Regions from separate parts of the Sus scrofa genome. Here region 1 is linked to region 2. A link is a contact called in public HiChIP or PLAC-seq data. All regions are on one chromosome and are shown on one strand. Each heading gives the region's core, a stretch centred on a gene start, on an enhancer-like site or on the middle of the called end of the contact. The rest is flanking DNA. Distances are from core to core; before and after follow the strand shown.

Evidence for each region. HiChIP or PLAC-seq counts read pairs in DNA pulled down with a chosen protein or histone mark.
Region 1: a contact with region 2 is called in an H3K27ac HiChIP or PLAC-seq map of alveolar macrophages. The contact joins the enhancer-like site here to the promoter of MED20 in region 2. A contact is called at or near these places in 2 of 5 promoter capture datasets (fetal liver and fetal skeletal muscle), 20 of 47 Hi-C or Micro-C datasets (adipose tissue, alveolar macrophages, blood and 10 more) and 2 of 2 datasets of contacts at active chromatin or transcription factors (alveolar macrophages and skeletal muscle).

What each region holds. Positions count from the first base shown.
Region 1 is chr7:37,163,325-37,166,024 of Sscrofa11.1, forward strand. It overlaps a transcript of CCND3 not described here. Among named protein-coding and RNA genes, the nearest start is that of TAF8, 18 kb to the right of the region's middle. Within about 2 kb of position 1,442, at least 34 of the 83 cell types and tissues checked have an H3K27ac peak or open chromatin away from gene starts, as enhancers often do. A contact at or near this core is called in adipose tissue, alveolar macrophages, fetal liver and 6 more, where this site is marked.
Region 2 is chr7:37,072,737-37,075,436 of Sscrofa11.1, forward strand. It overlaps MED20 (mediator complex subunit 20), which reads right to left and starts at 1,414. Exons shown (of 4, transcript NM_001206352.1): 1 at 1,271-1,414. The coding sequence starts at 1,284. It overlaps BYSL (bystin like), which reads left to right and starts at 1,781. Exons shown (of 7, transcript NM_001130731.1): 1 at 1,781-2,073. The coding sequence starts at 1,806.

The DNA.
Region 1 (2,700 bases), core at 192-2,691, 91 kb after region 2:
TGGCAGGTGACCAACTTTTTGCCAAAGAGATAAGGGACCTGGCAATCTGGGGTCATGTCCTGAAGAGGAAGGGTAGTGCCCCCTCCTTCCCTTTTCTCCCTTCACACTGGCTGGGTCACAGACCCAGGGGAGGGGCAGTGCTGTCTTCAACATCTAAGGGCACAGACCGGCCACAGTCTGGGAGGAGTGGGGGTCCCCATTCCTGTCCAGTGATCCAATCGCCCACCCAGACCTGCATGCAAGAAATTTCCATCCTGTTCAGGCTCCTGATTCGGGGTCTCCGTTACAGCAGCCAAACCTCTCCCTGCGCCTTTTTTTTTTTTTTTCAGGGCTGCACCCTTGGCATACGGAAGTTCACAGGCTAGAGGTCCAACCAGAGCTGCAGCTGCCAGACTGCACCACAGCTACGGCAACGCCGGATCTCAGCCTCGACGGCGACCCACACTGCAGTTCACGGTAACACTGGATACTTAACCCACTGAGCAGGGCCAGGGATTAAACCCGAGTTCTCATGGATACCAGTCGGGTTCGTAACCTGCTGAGCCACAACGGGAACTCTCTCCTGATGCCTCCTGCCTCCCGTTCCTGGTGCAATGTGTGAGAGGGACCTTCCTCCTTGTCCAAGTGCTCATCCTTGCAGCAACCTGTCACCTCACTCCATCAGGTCCGCTCTCCCAAGGGTCAGAGAGAGCCTTCTAGGAATGCTGCCCCAGCTACCGCACAGGAGGGGAACATCTCCTCCACAAAATACAACCGATTCTTCCTTCGAGTCAACCATTTCCCAAACCACCTCCTTTGTGAGAAGAGGCTCTTCCACGCTCAGGGACACACTGCACCCAGTCAGGCCAACGCCATCCTGTGGGGAAGGCAGTCAGGAGGCGCCAAAAACACAGGGGCTTCAGATCTGCATCCACGTCTCCTCTGGGCTACTTCACAGCTGTGTTACCCCTAGACCAACCTCTTAGCCTCTCTGAGCCTCTGTTTCTTCCTTTGGAAAATGTGGACGATAATGATGCACATGTGTTTGTGGAGAGAATTCAGGCTGATAAAGCTATGCAGTGGCTAGCAGTGTGCCTGGCACACAGCGGGTGCTCATTACAACGGATGTAGACGTGGGGATACTGAGGACTTGGTGGGAGGGTGCAGGGTGGCCGGAAAAGGGGTGAAGGAGAGAAGTGAGGAGAAGCAACCACGGCCGTAAAGAGGAAGAGAGAGGCAGAGCTGGAGGTGATATGAGGAGGGGGAGGGTTCCCCGATGCCCACACCGGGCGAGAGGGCGGAGGGCACAGCTGCGGTGTCTATCAGCTGCCTCCAGCTCACACAGCCCCTGGGTGCATCTCACACGGTCTCCACCCAGCGCTTCTGTCTGGGTTGGCCGCCCTCACCACCACTGCCATTGTTGCTGCACTGTCAGCTGCTGTTTCTTGCCTCATCTTCCTTCCTGCCCCTGATAGGCCAGAAGAAGGGGACAGGAAGCAGCTGCCTTGCCCAGCAACCACCCTACCCCTGTGGGCTGGAGCGGCCCGGGGTGGTTAAGAGCCCAGGCTCTGTAGACAGGCTGGGTTCTGTCCCCCGCTCTAGCCCTTAAGAGCTGGTGACCTCAGCAAGTTATGCGGCTTGTCTAATCCTTCAATTTCCTCGTCTGCACAACAGGGATAATAGGGCTGCTGAGAGGAAGGAATGAGATCATGCGTGGTGAGCGCCTAGCACAGGGTCTGGCGTTCCAGCAAGCATTCGATGAATGCTGGTGACCCTCGGGGCTGGCCTTACGGGCAGGTGACCTGGGCAGGCCCACAGAGCTCTGTGCTCAGAAGGGTTCCACCTTTGGTTTAATGCTCTGTTGCCACCACCTTGAAATTTTTTTTTTTCTTTTTTGGCCACCCTGGGGCATATGGAGCTCCTGGGCCAGGGATCAGAGCCGAGCTACAGTTGCAACCTAAGCTGAAGTTGCGGCAACGCCAGATCCTTAACCCACTGTGCTGGGTGGGGGATCGAACCTGTGCCCCAGTGCTCTCAAGAAACCACAGCAGGAACTCCCATCTTGAAATTCTTTATATGTTAATTTTTTTGTATGTGTGTACACACACACACACACACACACACACACACAGATCTTTTTAGTGCCACACCTGCAGCATATGGAGGTTCCCAGGCTAGGGGTGGAATTGGAGCTACAGCTGCTGGCCTACACCACAGTCACAGCAACACCAGATCCTAGCTGCGTCTGCGACCTACACCACAGCTCATGGCAACACCAGATCCTTAACCACTGAGCAAAGCCAGGGATCGAACCCACAATCTCATGGTTACTAGTCAGATACGTTTCCACTGCGCCACAACAGGAACTCCCAGAAATTCTTAATAATTTTTGAACAAAGCACTCTGCCAATTACGTAGTCAGTCCTGGCTATTGCTAGCATACAAGCGTTGAGTCTGCTGGCTGGGGGTGCCTGGGCCAGGGCGGCGTTGCCCAACAATCTGCTAGAGATGAGAGGGCCTTCAGGACCTCAAGAGAGCCATTTAAGTACAGTGATGTGGGACCCTGCCAGGTTGCCTGCTGGTAGGGACTAAGACGGTGGTGAGACCCCCATATACACTCTCCCTGGGCACTGGAGTGGGTAGGGGTGCCCTCCTCTCTTCAGCCAGGCCAACGGGCAGCCTTGGGAGCTGCCTGCCACTACCTTCTTCTTTTAACCCTTC
Region 2 (2,700 bases), core at 164-2,663:
GTGTAGGTTGCAGATGCAGCTCGGATCTGGCATTGCTGTGGCACAGGCTGGCAGCCACAGCTCTGATTCAACCTCTAGCCTGGGAACTTCCATGTGACACAGGAACGGCCCTAAAAAGAAAAAAAGAAGAAGAAAAAAAAAAAGCTGTAGGAACAGCCCTAAAAAGAAAAAAAGAAAAAAGAAAACAAAAACAAAAACAAAAACAACAACAGGGGCCTCACAGCAGAAACTGACACAATGTTGTAAATCAACTATATTTTAATTTAAAAAAGAAAAGAAAAAAACAACAGGGGCTTCCAGGATTCCATGCCTCTGCGGAGGAAACTTTTCATCTCCATTCTTCACATCCTCCTTACACTAAAAGACTTCCAAAGAGGCTCATGATGTCAACTGCAGGAAGCAAATGTGCAGTCACTGACAAGTGTGCAAGACTTGGGTGACTGGGAGGAAGAATTCCCACAGGCTCTTTTCTTATATGAAGACTCTATAGCCACTGACTCCTGATACCCTGGCCTCTAGCCCTCTCTGATTGGAAAGATGCTCCAGATACCTTTTTTTTTTTTTTTCTTTTAAGCCCTGAAATCTAGCATTTTGGAACTAATGCCTCCAAGAGCATGAGGCCCATATTTCCCTGCACTCTGACTCATAACACGTTACAGATATTAAGTCCACAGAAACTAAACCAAGCATGTAATTAAACATAGTAGGAAACAGGTTCTGAGGAGGTGATGTGCCTAACATCCCAATCTCCTAACTCCCAATAGCTTCTTTTTTTCCCCCTCTAGACCCGAGATCTTAAAATGGCCAAATTAGAACTAGACACAGGCTGGTCTAACTGCATTTAGTGGCCATAGGGAAGGGCAAAAACCTAAAAAAGATACTGCCTTCAATGTTGTCTATCTCCCTCCCCACAACCCATCCAACCTTGACTGCAGATGGGTCCTAAACCCGACATACTATTTCCGACCCCAGGCAGTACTGTGGGATGACGAGCAGGAAGAATATACCAAGAAAAACGGAAGGAGGTACGCGACCACTGGTGGATTCTTAAGATAAAAATTTTTAACCTGCCACCTTTGAGAAAGAAGGGGCGCATCTCCGAGGAAAAAGGCCCGCAGATTTCGCAGCCCTCACAGTGGTCCCCTCACCCACACAACTCGAGGGCATCTCTCTCAGACCCTGATCCCGATCCTCCTCTCGGGGACACTGGAGGCTCCACCGGCCCTTCACCACCCCAAGCTTCGCCCCACGAAATCCCTTGAAGTCCTACCAAGTCACTCCCATGATGTTAGGCCAGGAAGATGACAGTACTGAACAGCTGATACGCAGTGCTCTGCTGCAGCCCACGCGAGGTGAAACCACCGACCTAACGAAAGCTTCGGTAGTAGGAGGTGCTCCGGAAATAACGTAAAAAGTGCGAGTCCCTTCGGCGGCCACGAGGAACGGGGCGTACAGGCGCCTCCAGTGACGTCACTGCAGGGCTCCGCCCCCTAGGCTTGCAGCTCGGGGACTTCCTATTCGACAAATCACCCCGGGCCTAGATTCATGAAGCTAAGAAAGCGTGGCTTGGACTGCCACTGCTTAGAGAAGGCGATGTTAATTGCAATGAGTTTATTCGGGAGTCCAGCTCCAGGACTCAGGAGCTCTATCAGGGGGTGGGGCGGGGATGGTGGCAGGTCCGGCCTCCGAACACCAGGGGGCGCTGTAATCACCGTCTGGCCTCTGGGGAGTTCCCTGCGCCGGCGCACTCAGAGCTTTTCCTCTGTCCCCACATGTGAAACTTCCCGGCGAGGTTTTCTAGCGAAATGCCCAAACTCAAGGCCGCCCGCGGGGCCGAGGGTCAGGAAAAGCATGCGCCCCTGGCCGACCAAATCCTGGCTGGGAATGCGGTGCGGGCGGGGACCCGGGAAAAGCGGCGGGGTCGCGGAACCGGAGAAGAGGAGGAGGAGTACGTGGGGCCTCGGCTGACCCGACGGATTTTGCAACAAGCGCGGCAGCAGCAAGAGGAGCTCGAGGCTGAGCATGGGACCGGGGACAGGCCGGCGGCACCTCAAGATCGCACCACGCGGCTGGGTGAGTAGCGAGAGTGGGTGCGAGAAAGAGGATGGGTAGTTGGTAGTGGTAGGCTGAAAAGTGTCCGGCAGGATAATAGTTTGGAATTAAAAAAAAAAAAAAAAACCCAGGGGGGCGTATTACACTCTAGCAAAGGTAATGGAATGGGAGACCCAGCCCTGGCCGGATTTAGGGTGGCTGGAGACCTTCACCTAAAAGTTGAGAGTTAAGTTTTATTTGGAGCAAAATTAGGACCTAGGCCCGGGAGACAGAATCTCAGGTAGCACGGAGGAAACCGGTGCGAGGAGGGGAGCTAGGATATGAGGCAGGTAGTGTTGCCAAAACTCTGTCTCTGTCCTCCGATGCCCAGTTGAAGCACAGAGACAGGGTTTTGGGTGAAGAAGAAAAAGATATCTCTATTGCTCTGCCAAAGGAGGGCCAGAGCAGGTTAGTGCCCTAAAGACTATGGTCCCCTTGAGAGAGATTAGGAGATGGTTTTACAGTGTAAGAGTGGAAAATAGAGCCGCAGTTAAGGACCAGGGTCGAGGCAAACTTGCACGGTTTCTCACGCTCCTGTTTAGTGGCCCCAGGACTGGTTCTGGTGGTCCTCCTTTTTTCCACTGAAGAATGCTTCATACTTCATCAAGT